Regions from separate parts of the Mus musculus genome. Here regions 1 and 3 are each linked to region 2. Evidence: chromatin contacts called from public Hi-C and HiChIP or PLAC-seq data. All regions are on one chromosome and are shown on one strand. The core of a region is the stretch at or near the end of the contact, and the rest is flanking DNA. Distances in the headings are between cores, read along the strand shown. Region 1 overlaps Col6a6 (collagen, type VI, alpha 6). Region 2 overlaps Col6a6 (collagen, type VI, alpha 6). Region 3 overlaps Col6a5 (collagen, type VI, alpha 5).

The links. Hi-C and Micro-C count contacts between places; a contact is called where the count stands out from the background. HiChIP or PLAC-seq counts read pairs in DNA pulled down with a chosen protein or histone mark.
Region 1: a Hi-C map of Sertoli cells shows a contact between it and region 2, with 3 times the contacts expected there. The contact joins two enhancer-like sites. A contact is called at or near these places in 5 of 484 Hi-C or Micro-C datasets (the HL-1 cell line, Sertoli cells, adipose-derived mesenchymal stem cells and 2 more).
Region 3: an H3K27ac HiChIP or PLAC-seq map of heart atrium shows a contact between it and region 2, with 6 times the contacts expected there. The contact joins two enhancer-like sites. A contact is called at or near these places in 1 of 15 datasets of contacts at CTCF or cohesin (large pre-B cells), 5 of 484 Hi-C or Micro-C datasets (the 63-12 cell line, the HL-1 cell line, adipose-derived mesenchymal stem cells and 2 more) and 4 of 115 datasets of contacts at active chromatin or transcription factors (the NIH/3T3 cell line, acute myeloid leukemia, embryonic fibroblasts and 1 more).

What each region holds. Positions count from the first base shown.
Region 1 is chr9:105,695,802-105,699,793 of GRCm38.p6, reverse strand. Col6a6 (collagen, type VI, alpha 6) reads left to right here. Exons shown (of 37, transcript NM_001102607.1): 35 at 462-1,133; 36 at 3,988-3,992. Among named protein-coding and RNA genes, the nearest start is that of Pik3r4, 55 kb to the right of the region's middle. Within about 2 kb of position 1,658, at least 22 of the 459 cell types and tissues checked have an H3K27ac peak or open chromatin away from gene starts, as enhancers often do. A contact at or near this core is called in Sertoli cells, where this site is marked.
Region 2 is chr9:105,769,508-105,773,564 of GRCm38.p6, reverse strand. The region is part of intron 8 of Col6a6 (collagen, type VI, alpha 6); the gene reads left to right. Among named protein-coding and RNA genes, the nearest start is that of Col6a6, 57 kb to the left of the region's middle. Within about 2 kb of position 2,609, at least 11 of the 459 cell types and tissues checked have an H3K27ac peak or open chromatin away from gene starts, as enhancers often do. A contact at or near this core is called in Sertoli cells and heart atrium, where this site is marked.
Region 3 is chr9:105,855,800-105,859,479 of GRCm38.p6, reverse strand. It overlaps Col6a5 (collagen, type VI, alpha 5), which reads left to right. Exons shown (of 41, transcript NM_001167923.1): 41 at 2,143-3,410. The coding sequence ends at 2,162. Among named protein-coding and RNA genes, the nearest start is that of Col6a6, 30 kb to the right of the region's middle. Within about 2 kb of position 1,484, at least 16 of the 459 cell types and tissues checked have an H3K27ac peak or open chromatin away from gene starts, as enhancers often do. A contact at or near this core is called in heart atrium, where this site is marked.

The sequences.
Region 1 (3,992 bases), core at 409-2,908, 73 kb after region 2:
GAACACTTTTTATAAGGGGTATGAAGTTATGAACTCTTACTTAAATTGAAATAAAAGATGCATTGCCTTTTAAAGCTTAATTTTGAAAGCAGATGAGCTTTTCACAGCTAGTGTCGTGATTAAGGCCCGTAGTTTAGCCTGCACACTGTCAGCACTAGAAGTTCTCTCACAGTGTGTTCTTACACCAGAGGACGAATTGCTCACTTCAAACTTTATACACACAACAGTCAAAATTAAACTTCAATAGAACACAATTTAAAAACTGGTAGCATGGAGTCAAGGACTCACAGCCTGGTATCAGATCTGGACATCTTGGTGATAAACTCTCACTCTTGGTGTCAGAGATATAACTATTTTATGAGCAAAATCTATGTAGTGCCTGCATGCTCAAATAGCTGAGGTAGAACCTTCCTACTCTTTGTCTCGATCTGCTTAGTAACTCTAAATGACTTGGTTTGCAGATCTATGCAAGCCGGATGCTTCGTGTGACCAAGCCAAACCACCCCCCATTCAGTCCTACCTGGACACTGCATTCCTACTGGATGGCTCTCGGCACGTGGGAAGTGCAGAGTTTGAAGACATGAGAGACTTTCTAGAGGCACTGCTAGATCACTTCGAAATCACTTCGGAGCCAGAGACATCTGTCACTGGAGACAGGGTGGCCCTGCTGAGCCATGCCCCCCTCGACTTCCTACCCAACACCCAGAGGAGTCCGGTTAGAACTGAGTTCAACCTAACCAGCTATAGCAGTAAGCGCCTCATGAAGAGACACGTGGATCAGGCAGTCCAGCAGCTGCATGGAGATGCTTTTCTTGGCCATGCCCTCGGGTGGGCACTGGACAACGTCTTTTTAAACACCCCCAATTTGAGACGAAACAAAGTCATATTTGTGATATCTGCTGGGGAAACCAGCCACCTGGATGCGGAAACCTTAAAGAAAGAGTCCCTACGAGCCAAATGTCATGGGTATGCCCTCTTTGTCTTTTCCTTGGGCCCTGACTGGGATGACAAGGAACTGGAAGACCTGGCCAGCCACCCCGTAGACCAGCACTTGATCCAGCTTGGCCGAATTCATAAACCTGACCACGGATACAGTGTGAAGTTTGTGAAGTCTTTTATAAACTCCATCAGGCGTAAGTCAGAAAACTGTTCCTGTACATAAGAGCCTGCTCCGTAATTCCCCAGAAGGGCAATGTGCTGGCGTGCATGCTTGGACACCTCTTGTTTGTCTTCAAGGGCATTGCAGGGTCAGAGAGGAAAATATGTAATAATGGATGGTGGAAGGGAGGACACTCTGGTTCCTAAGCATTTAATTTTCTGGCTCATCATATTTTTTTTTTATGCCTCTGGTTCCTATGGAGAAGCAATCATAACAAGCAGCTGTCCACACATCTGTCTGCACAGAGAGGTGTAGTCTGGGGGGTGTGAAATCACAGCCTGGACTCGGGCTCCCTTGCCATGTAACCCTAACAAGCTACCCTTTGGTAAGAGGTTTCTGCAGTTAACACAGAGAGAGAGAGAGAGAAGCCAGAGAAAAACAGAAACAATTCTTGGCTTTGCTTGGACAAGTTCCAAAGTCTGAGCTGGGAGTGTTAAAGAGATATCGTTTTTTATCGGTCAGAATGAAAGGCATGGCTTTGTATAACTTTCTCCCAACTCCATGACCTTGTAGGATTCACTCACGAGAATAACTGTGCCTGTAAGGAGACAAGCATGGGCTGTTTTTCTTGGCTGGGCGTCCTGAGAAATCTGCAGTCCATTTTGGATGCAGCAGGGATGGCCGAGGAGCCGTGTCCAGATATGAGGCTGAAGGCAGACAGGCAGTGGGTAACTATATCTGTTTTCAGAGCCTGCTGACTCTTGTCCAAGGGAGTGCAGATAAGGAGACAGGCATGCACAGGTTGAAGAAGGCATGTGCGAGTGCCTGGCTAATTCCTAAAGCTGTCATCGTATTGAAGAGTGAGGTGGGATGAGCCTGCAGATGTGCTGAGCAGTGCAGAGAGACTGCTGGTGGGGTTGATGGCAAATCCTACTCAGTGTGAGTCTAGGACCAGCACCAACTACCAGCTGGGGCTGGTTAGACGCAGGCTTCAGCCCCACCCGATGATGTATCTTACCCGAGCTCCCAGGATACACATATACAAGGTTTTAGAAACACGGGTATGGGAATAGTGAGCCCCCCAGAGTGAGATTCATTTCCATAGATTCTGGAACTGAAACCCCAAAGAGGAGTTTTGGGCAAGGGGTCACCCTGAAGGAAGTCTTTTATAAGGGTTGACCAAAAGACCACTTGGTAAGTCTCTGGTAAACTCGAAAAGAAGCTTGCTTGATGGCCCACAAGTGTGGGGGAGAGAGGGTAAGACTTGCCCTGAAATTTCCTTCCTGGTATTCCAGAATTCTTCCTGCTCTTCCCTGCCTGGGCATCCAGTCACATGATCAGATGCCAGTCACATGATCAGATGAGGCAGCCCCTCCCTCTTAGGACAAAAGCAGAAATGTTTTAAGCTAAGAGCAGGTGGGACTCACGGGAGACACAGAGAGTGTTCTGAACACTGAGCGTGATACAGCCGCCTACTCCATTTCCAAAGCTGTGATATCTAGAAAGTGCCATCTTTAAAACACAGCTGCAGGAAGTGAATTCTACCACAGGCCCATGGTCATGCCCATTCAACACAGTGTTCATTGCTGATCATCTACTCTGAGCCACTGGCTGCACCAGTGCTAGGCTTAAAGAATAGACTTGGCCAGATGCCCTCTGAAGCTTCGGATGCCTTCAAAGTGTCTGTGACTCATTTGGCGCACGACCACAAAGCAGACAGCAGGACATGGTCCACTTCAGAGCAGCACATTCCCTAAGGGAGGCAAAGCTGCTGAGTCAGCAACCTTCTACATACTGTTCAAATAAGAAAAGAAAACCCCAAGCCAGATCTGGTGGGCCCAGCACACACCTGTAATGTTTGCTTTGGAGAGGCAGAGACAGGAGGATTGCTGTAAGCCAGCCCAAGCCACTTAGTAAGACCCTACCTCAAAACAAAACTCCTATGTAAGACAAAAACCCTGAAGGCCATATGGTAGAGCATACTGCCCTTCTTGTAAGAGCAGTTTTGAACATATGCCCTGTTGTAGTCCAGGACATGCCTGTTAGTTGGAAGAACCTACTCAACCAGCAAGAGGCTCTGTGTGTGTGTGTGTGTGTTTGCGCGCGCGCGCGCGCATGTGTGCATGCATGTGCCACATGTACATGTGTGAGCCAGAGGACAGCCTCAGGTGTCACTCCTCAGGCACCGTCCTTTGGAGACAGAGATTCCCAGTGATGCAGAACTTGTCCAGCAGGCTAGGCTGGCTGGCCAGTATAACCCAGCATCACCAGTAAATCCTATCTTTTTGTCACCTCCCCAGTGCCAGGATTGTAAGTACTTGACACCAGGCCTGGCTTTTCCAGAAAGGTATTTGCTTAACAAATCTTTTTGACTTCACGCTTTCAGGCATGCATAACACATTTAAAAATTTTTCTCTGTTAAAAAAAAAAAGCTTTGCATTTTCAAATGGATTAAAGCATGCTTTATTGTTATGAAAAATTAATACTCTTCCAAATGAAGTGAATCGGTGAATTGAACCCAAAGGCATGTAGTGTGTTGCTAACATAAAGACCATAAAGGGACTACCCTGTTCCCTTCGCACTTGGATATGCCACAAAAACAAAAAATAAACTCTAATGAGCTCCTATCAAAGGCAAGAGCGTTATTAGGACTGCCTGCGTTTCATAATGGCTGACGACGTTAGGAGCTACAGGCATTTTAATGAAAAGTTGTTTGAATTCACCAACATATTCACTAGAGACTTCTTTCCCAAACTTGGTTTGGGGACTTCTCTGGGACATTTCTCATGCCCTGTGACCATCTTTGGATGGACATTGGCAACTGCTGTGGTACTGTACAGAACAGACAGACCAACGGAGAGCTTTATCGGAGCCTTTTCTCTTTCTAGATGGG
Region 2 (4,057 bases), core at 1,360-3,859:
TAGCCTAGTAAATTAGTTACAGGCCATGTGAAACTTTGTATCAAAAAATAAGATCTGTGGTACCCAAGGGTACCCAAGGGAATGAATGACAAAGAGGTTGACCTCTGGCCTCTAGGTTCATGGAGACATACACATACATGCACACATGTACACACATACACACACACACACACAACACAGAGAGAGAGAAAGAGAGAGAGAGAGAGAGAGAGAGAGAGAGAGAGAGAGAGAGAGAGAGAGAGAGATCATTTTGACACTTTCCTGGTAGGTGGAATATTGGTGATTATTTTGAATCCTCACGGTAAACATGAACCACCGGACTCCCACCCAGGAAAGGAAAGCCACCGGACCATTTAGAGGCAGCCGAGACAGAAAGTGTGACTACACATCGCTGTTCCATGCCGTCTGTTCTTGGACGGGTTGCTTCTCAGCATTGAATGTTTTCCTTTGTGGAACGGGCATGAGCATCGCCTGGTTCAAAGCAACGTGGGGAGGCTCTCCGGAGATGATCCATACTCACACCTAACTCTGAATTGGCCTGTCCCGCTGAGGAATTCTGAAGTCCCTCTGTATTAGTCAGGGTTCTCTAAAGGAACAGAACTGATAGAATAAATCTCTCTCTTTATATAGAAAGGGGATTTGTTAGAGTGACTTACAAGCTGTGCTCCAGCTAGTCCGATGATGTCTGTCTACTGACGAAGTCCAAGAATCTGGTAGTTGTTCATGTCCAGTCCTTGAGGCTGGATGTCTCAACTAGTCTTCAGGATATGCTGGGGTCCTGAAGGACTAGGTTCTAATGCCAGGGAAGGAATGGATTTGCTAGGCAAGGCAAAGAGATGGGGGATGGAGGGGAGGAGAGAGAGAGAAAGAGACTTTCTTTCTTCCATGTTCTGTATCTAGGCTGCCTCCAGAAGGTATGGTCCAGGCGCTTCTTTCTACCTCAAAAAGCTGGGATTAAAGTGGGTTTGCCCACTTCAAATGATTCAATTAAGAAAAAAAAATTCTTCTATACCCAGCAGCTTGGGTTTTAGTCAATTCTAGATATAGACAAGTAGACAGGTAAGACCAGCCGTGACACCTCCGTGTTTTGCCTACCACTAACTCATTAAATGCATCCCTAAGGGCTGGATTTTCCCCTTAGCCACCTCATTGGAAGGACTGAGCCTCTTCTTGGTGATAATATGCCTACTCCACTATAACTCCAGAAACCTTAAGTTCCACCCAAGGTTATTTTACTTTCTAGCCTTCCATGAGCTGCTTACCTGTTGCAAGTGACAAGGTTACACGTGGTTGACATCGTCCCCACTGTTCCTGTTCCTTACTTTTGTACTACCCCTTTTCTCGGGCCTTGTCCCTCCTCTCTTGCTGACTCTGGCCTCTGGCCACTCTCGAATGTTCTGGGGGAAAGAGAAGGGTGAGAGGGACAGAACTGTTTCACTTGATGGCACTGGTGTTCTGACAGTGACCCCCACACAATGCTGAGTCCTGGAGGGGGAGCATCCGTTCAGATCTTCCATCCTATTATCCCTTCCAAAGCCAATTTTAGGGGAATGTGTGCACTGATGCTCCTTTGAGACGTGATTGGTATGTCTGGATTCTGGATGGTGTCTGCCCTTCCTCTTGGACCCGGAAACAGTTCCTTTTTACTGCTTATTCAGAGCAGTTCCATGGGCCACAATGGTAAATCAGCTATCCCTATAAACACTAGAATTCACAGTCCTGGAAATGGGCTCCCCTTTCACAGAAAGCACATGCAACCCTGGGTCTCATCCCTCCAATCTCCAGACTTAAGTTAACTCAAAGCTAATTTTTAAGTTACTCGAAGCTACTTGAGTTTCAAGTAAGTTCACAAGGAAGAGCACCCTTCCTCTTGGACTAAAGAGGAAATAGCTTCTCGTATGTGAGGAAACTCAGAGTACATCAATAGCTCTCTCCGAGTGTACTTTCCCAAGCTCCAGTCTTCCATCTCTTGTAAGAGCCCAGTGGGTGGGTCAAAGGTTGAATGTCATGAAGTTGGTTAGGGACTACTGTCTTTCTGCAATCTTGCTTTAGACCCTGTTCCAACTTTGGAATGTGTCTGATTATTCCAGCCAAATCCTTGACATTAATTTTCTATTTCACAAGAGATACTGATTTTAAATTATTAGGTTGAAAATTATCTTAGAACAGTTTAATTTCTACTTGAGTGCTTGAGAAAGATTTTTTTTTTTAAAAAAAAAAAGGGAATTATTAACTCCAAGTAGTGAGCTATTTTTAAAAGAAGCAGTTGTTATGCCAACGAGATGGCTGGGCCAGGAGGGGCACTTGCCCCCAATCCTGGCAGCTGAGCTCTGTTCTGGAACCCCCATGGTGTATGGAGGAAAACAGCCGCAGCAAGCCATCCTCCAACCTCATCCCCACGTGGTGCCCCATAATAAATACATATTTTTAATGTTTTCTTTTTAAATTAAGGAAACAATCATGAATACAAAAAGCTAAAGTAGTGTGTATTAAAATAAACCCAGAGTCATTAGTCCAGCAAACAAGAATTTGAGGCTTTTGTAGCCAAGCTGCGAGCTGAAGGCTGATGAGTCTGGAATGTGCACTGATAAAACTCCAAGGGCATGCCCACGTTTATTATGGGATGTCCTTTCTGAAATGGTAAAATCCTCCCAACCACAGGGGTCAGGCAGCGGATTGGTGTGTTTCAAAGTCGGCCAGGCTTCAATCTGTGCACTTGTTCGGCTTGTTTGTTGGTTGGTTTCCCGTTTAGGTTTGGATGCAGGGATTGACCGCATGCATGGCAGGGAAGCATCACTGGGCTACACCCCAGCCCCATCTCATCTACTTGCACATGAAATGTGCCTAAAGTTGGAGACACAATTACCATTTGAGTCTTCGTTTTCCCATACAAAGCCTGAGCGTGCTTAAGTGTCTCCCACTGTGCACAGTGATCCAAAGCATTAGCAGCTGTGTGGAAATGCCCCTGTATAAATGTCGTCTTTCCTCTTTCACCCAACAACTGCCAACAAGTCCACTTTTCCCACTGAGATGTTTTCTTCAAGACCACAGTCACCTAATCTGAGTAATGTACCTCAGCCTGTCAACAGTGTTTCTTGGTTTTCCCCCTGCCTTTATTTATTTATTGTGAGTATTTGGAAGGGGTCACACACGGCACAGCAAGCCTGTGGAGGGCAGAGGACAGCAGGAGTCATTTGTCCCCTCCCCCGTATGGGTTGTGGGAATTGAACTTGGACTATCAGGCTTGGCAGAAGTCCCCTTCCCACTGAGCCACCGAAGTGGCCCTCAATGGTATTCCTTTTCCTCTCTTTAATTTATTCTCTCTTGTCACATTCTGACCACAAGCTCCCCTCCCTCCCCTTCTCCTCCAGATCTACTCCTCCATTTCCCTTCAGAAAAAGAAGGAATAACCCCCCTTCCAGGGATATAAATAAAAAATGGCATAACAATATGCAATAAGACTAGGGATAAACCCTCATCTCAAGGCTGGATGAGGCCACCCAGGAAAAGGAAAAAGGTCCCACAAGCAGGCAGAAGAGTCAGAGAGATCCCCACTCCCACAAGTAGGAGTCGCACAAAATCCCCAAGCTGAACAACCACAGCACATATGCAGAGGGCCTGGAGCAGACCCATGCAGGCTCCATAGCTGCCCTTTCAGTCTCTGTGAGCCCATAGGCACCCTGCTTTGTTGATTCTGTGGACTGCTTTCTGCTGTCCACGTTCCCTCTGGCTCCCGGGACTTCTCAGTATTAATACTGAGAAGTCACTACCATCAATTCTAAAGGCCTTTACAAATAAAAGGGTCTGGTGATTGTGGCAGGCAGGTCCCCTCTCATCCAATGTGTCCTTTTGTATTTTTGAGACCTATTATGTCTCAATTTTTGTGGTCAAGGAAAGAAAATCATCTCCCATCTCCAAGCTGGCCCTGATTTCCATGTGGCTGATGGAAGACCACCGCCTCGGGCAGCATGACCACCTCATGCTTCCCTTTGCTGTTCCATCCCCACCCCAACCTCGTTGCCCCCACTGTGGCTGATTTCTTAATTTCCTTTGCTTT
Region 3 (3,680 bases), core at 235-2,734, 87 kb before region 2:
ATCCTGCATCTGATTAAGGTGCTGTGGCCCAGATATAAAATCTTCCTAAGATGCTTTGGAGACTGGGTGGAAATGGTCAGACCAGAGTTAGAAATACTACACAAATTATCCATATAATTAATACATTTCCAATACAATGTTTACTTTTCCCTGCTAAAATGAGCAAAGTTTACACATATAGGCATTTGTGGTAAATTCTAGTAATATCCCATCTTGATAAAAATTTGATACCTAGACTTATGACATAGGAAATTAAAACACACACACACACAGAGAGAGAGAGAGAGAGAGAGAGAGAGAGAGAGAGAGATCTCCAACAGGAAGGTATGATTGGGCAAATAATTTAAAGTTTAAAGCATTTGAATCGTTTACAGTTGGAATGAAATCCTATACTAGAAGAGGGATGGAGGTAGAAGTTTAAGGAGAGAAATGAACACTATAAGTTATCTGACGTAAACATATTTTATACAATGGACAGCTGATATCAACCACTATGGAATTTAGATTTTGTTGGATAAGCTAAAAGAGAAACATGGCCATCAATGGTAGAGTCTGTTTGTAGTTTAAGCCCTCTGGAGGTCAAGGCAGGATGATCAGGAGTTCATGGCCAGTCTGGGCTACATGATACCCTGTCTGATAAAAGAAATATGGAAGTGTCATTGAAAAACATGTTAAACTTTGTTATTGTTGTATGTCTGAGTGTGTATGAGGTGTATGCATATGAGTGTATTATGTGGGGTGGGGAGGTAGAGGTCAGAGGACCCAGGTTTTTCTCTCTCTTTGCCTTGTTTGGAGGAGGAGGGGGAAGGAGGAGGGGAAGGAGGAGGAGGAAGAGGAGGAGGAGGAAGAGGAGGATGAGGGAGAGGAGGAAGAAGATGAGAAAGAGGATGAAGAGGAGGATGAAGAGGAAGAGCAGGAAGAGGAGGAAGAAGAGAAAGAGGAGGAGGAGGAGGAGGAAGAGGAGGAGTAGTGGTACATACTCCAGGTTGGCTTTGCCTGCAAGCTTCTGGGATATTCTCCTGTCTCTGCTTCCCACTTCACCGTAGGAATGCTGGGATTCTAAACGCATGCTTCCACACGGGGCTTTCACACATGGATTCCAGGGATTGACCTCAAGTCAAGAGGGCTTGGCTTTTCCCTTCTGAGTCATCTCTCTGGCCCCCACGGAAGCTTTATTTTTAAATGTCAGCTTTTACAGGATGTTGCAGTTACATACTTTTAGTGCCTTTTAAATTGTTAAAAAAATTTAGGATTAGAATTTTAGAAACTTTCCAAGATGCAGGGCAAAAGGACATGACCTCTCCCATGGAGACAGGTACTTAGCTAACTTCCCCTGAGGTGCTCCCTGAGTTGACAACCTATGTTCATGAGATCCATTCGTGGAGTAGTCACAGGAGAGTCCATCACTCGATGGAGGAAGCATCCTAGGGAAGAAGACACCAAATGAAGTGCTATCCCAGTAATGTCCCATAGAGGGCAGCCAAAGCCTGGGTCTGGCCCGGAGTTAGGCTTTTCTAAGTTAGGAGGCAGAACTATCCTGAACAGAGGCTGGAGGTTGGGTCTTCCTCCCTCCCAGATCGCTGATGGATGGACCCAGAGCTGCTATAGGGCAAGGCCATTCATCGCAAGGGCTCATTGAGCCACTCAATTGCGCAACAGCACCCTCTGAGGGATAGATAGTAGGTGCTGGTATTAGCAACCAAAAACTTACATGGCGGAGGTCAGGAGCAGGTGGATGGGGATAGGGGAGGAGTGTTGTCCTGTAAATGAATTCCATGAAGAGGCCACAGGAATTCTGAGCAGAGCCAGACGTTGCAAACAGTCATTACCCCCCTTCAAATGATTATATAATAATTCTATCTGCTAAAGCCACTAAGCAGGGAATTTCAAATCATGGGTAGATCAGAGAGACTTGTGTCTGCAGTCCTTTGCATTATACAGTTTTACCAGTGGTCACGTTTTTTTCTCCATGGACCTAGATGACTCTAGGTTGGACTTTTAGTTTGACTGTTGAAGATAGCAAGGATTATCGTTGTTTCTTGTGTTTGTTTCATACCTGGCACCTACAGGAGTAGGCTCAGGAGGAAATACTGTTATCCAATATCATGACGCTAAGAGCAGGGTGTCTTTCATGCTTTACAGATGGCGAAGATGCAAGATGAGCTTTCAGGAGAGAAGAGTGCTCGCTGGCAGATGGGACTCCCCTGCGGCAGTAGTTCCAGCCAGAAAATGCCAATCATTTATTAGAAGGGTCGGGGCAGGAACTAGAACTAAATTTGCTTCTCAGTCCCAAACCTGAGGGAGAGACTCTTCAGGATAGAGACATCAAGGAACAGACCTTCAAAACTAGGACCGGGTTTCATCTCTCAGGAGGAATGGGACCACTGAGCAAGAAGAGGCAACAGCCTTCCCCGTGACAGCTTGGTTCACTCGCTTTGATCACTTTGGTGAGTGCCTGCCAAAAGAAGATGTTTGTCATGATCGCCATCACATCTACATCTCAAATTAGACCCTTGAGTAAAAACAGTTTGTAATTGGAATGTCCCAATTGTCTTTTTTTTTTCTTCCCATTTATACAACCCTAAACTCTGTGTCGCTGGTTCCCATAGGACCCTGAGATTACATTTAGCACCCGTTACCTATAGTCAGTGGGTTTTCTTTACCAGGACATTTATAGAGTAACAAATTCATAACAAAGAAAGGGGAGGAGAAGCTGCCTTGTGAGCTACCCGCTCGTGCTGGGAACACTTGTTTTCTATTTTAGTGTGCTTTGCATTGTGTGGACTTGAGTTTTGCTGCCAAAGAAATCATGCCAACATGTGAACCTGGAAACAGAGCTATTCTCAAACAGTGTATCAAAACAGACTCTAAAACAGAAAAAGAACAAGACAATAACAACAACCCCAAGTCTGACCCAGAAACTTATTCTGTGCATTCTTATTAACTGTAGTCTCACTCAGCCCAGGAAAGCACATTAAACCTACTTAGGAAACACACATACAGGACAAGACAAAGCAGTAGTGAATTTGTTATACACTCGGTCAGTTTAACATGGAGTATGCAGGCAGTGGAGTACTGTTTAGGCATAAAGAAGAGTAAAGTCATGTGACTTGTGGGAAGATGGACAGAACCGTAGGCGTTCGTGTTGATTGACATAAGCCGGCTTCATATGTCTTCTCCCATACGTGGAATTCCAGGACTGGGGGATTAAGAGGATGAGAAAGTAAAGCAGATTTGGAGGGGAGAGGGGAATAAAAGGAGACTCAGAGGAGGTGAATGTTATCAGAGTGTTTTACATGCTGTCTGGAAATGGCATAATGAAACCCATTATTTTGTACAATTATTATATTCTAATAAAATCACTTGATTTGGTTAAGGCAACAAGTAGTTGCCAAACCAATGAGCATGTGAAAATGACTATGCTGGTGGGATAACACACGGACAATTTCATATGTGTTCCACATAGTTTTCCTTACTGTGACCGTTGTCTTTTATATAATTGAAAAATAACACAGTCGGTTAATTTTAAGTAGCCAGTTATTGCTTTGGAAATTTCTAAAACAAAGCCTATTTAATAGTTTTGTTTTTCTCTAAGAACTTTTGTCAGTGTGTCTTAATGGAAGCATGAAGGCCACAGCAGACCCTTAAATCTGATAGCGATAATGGTGTCCAAGAATGTG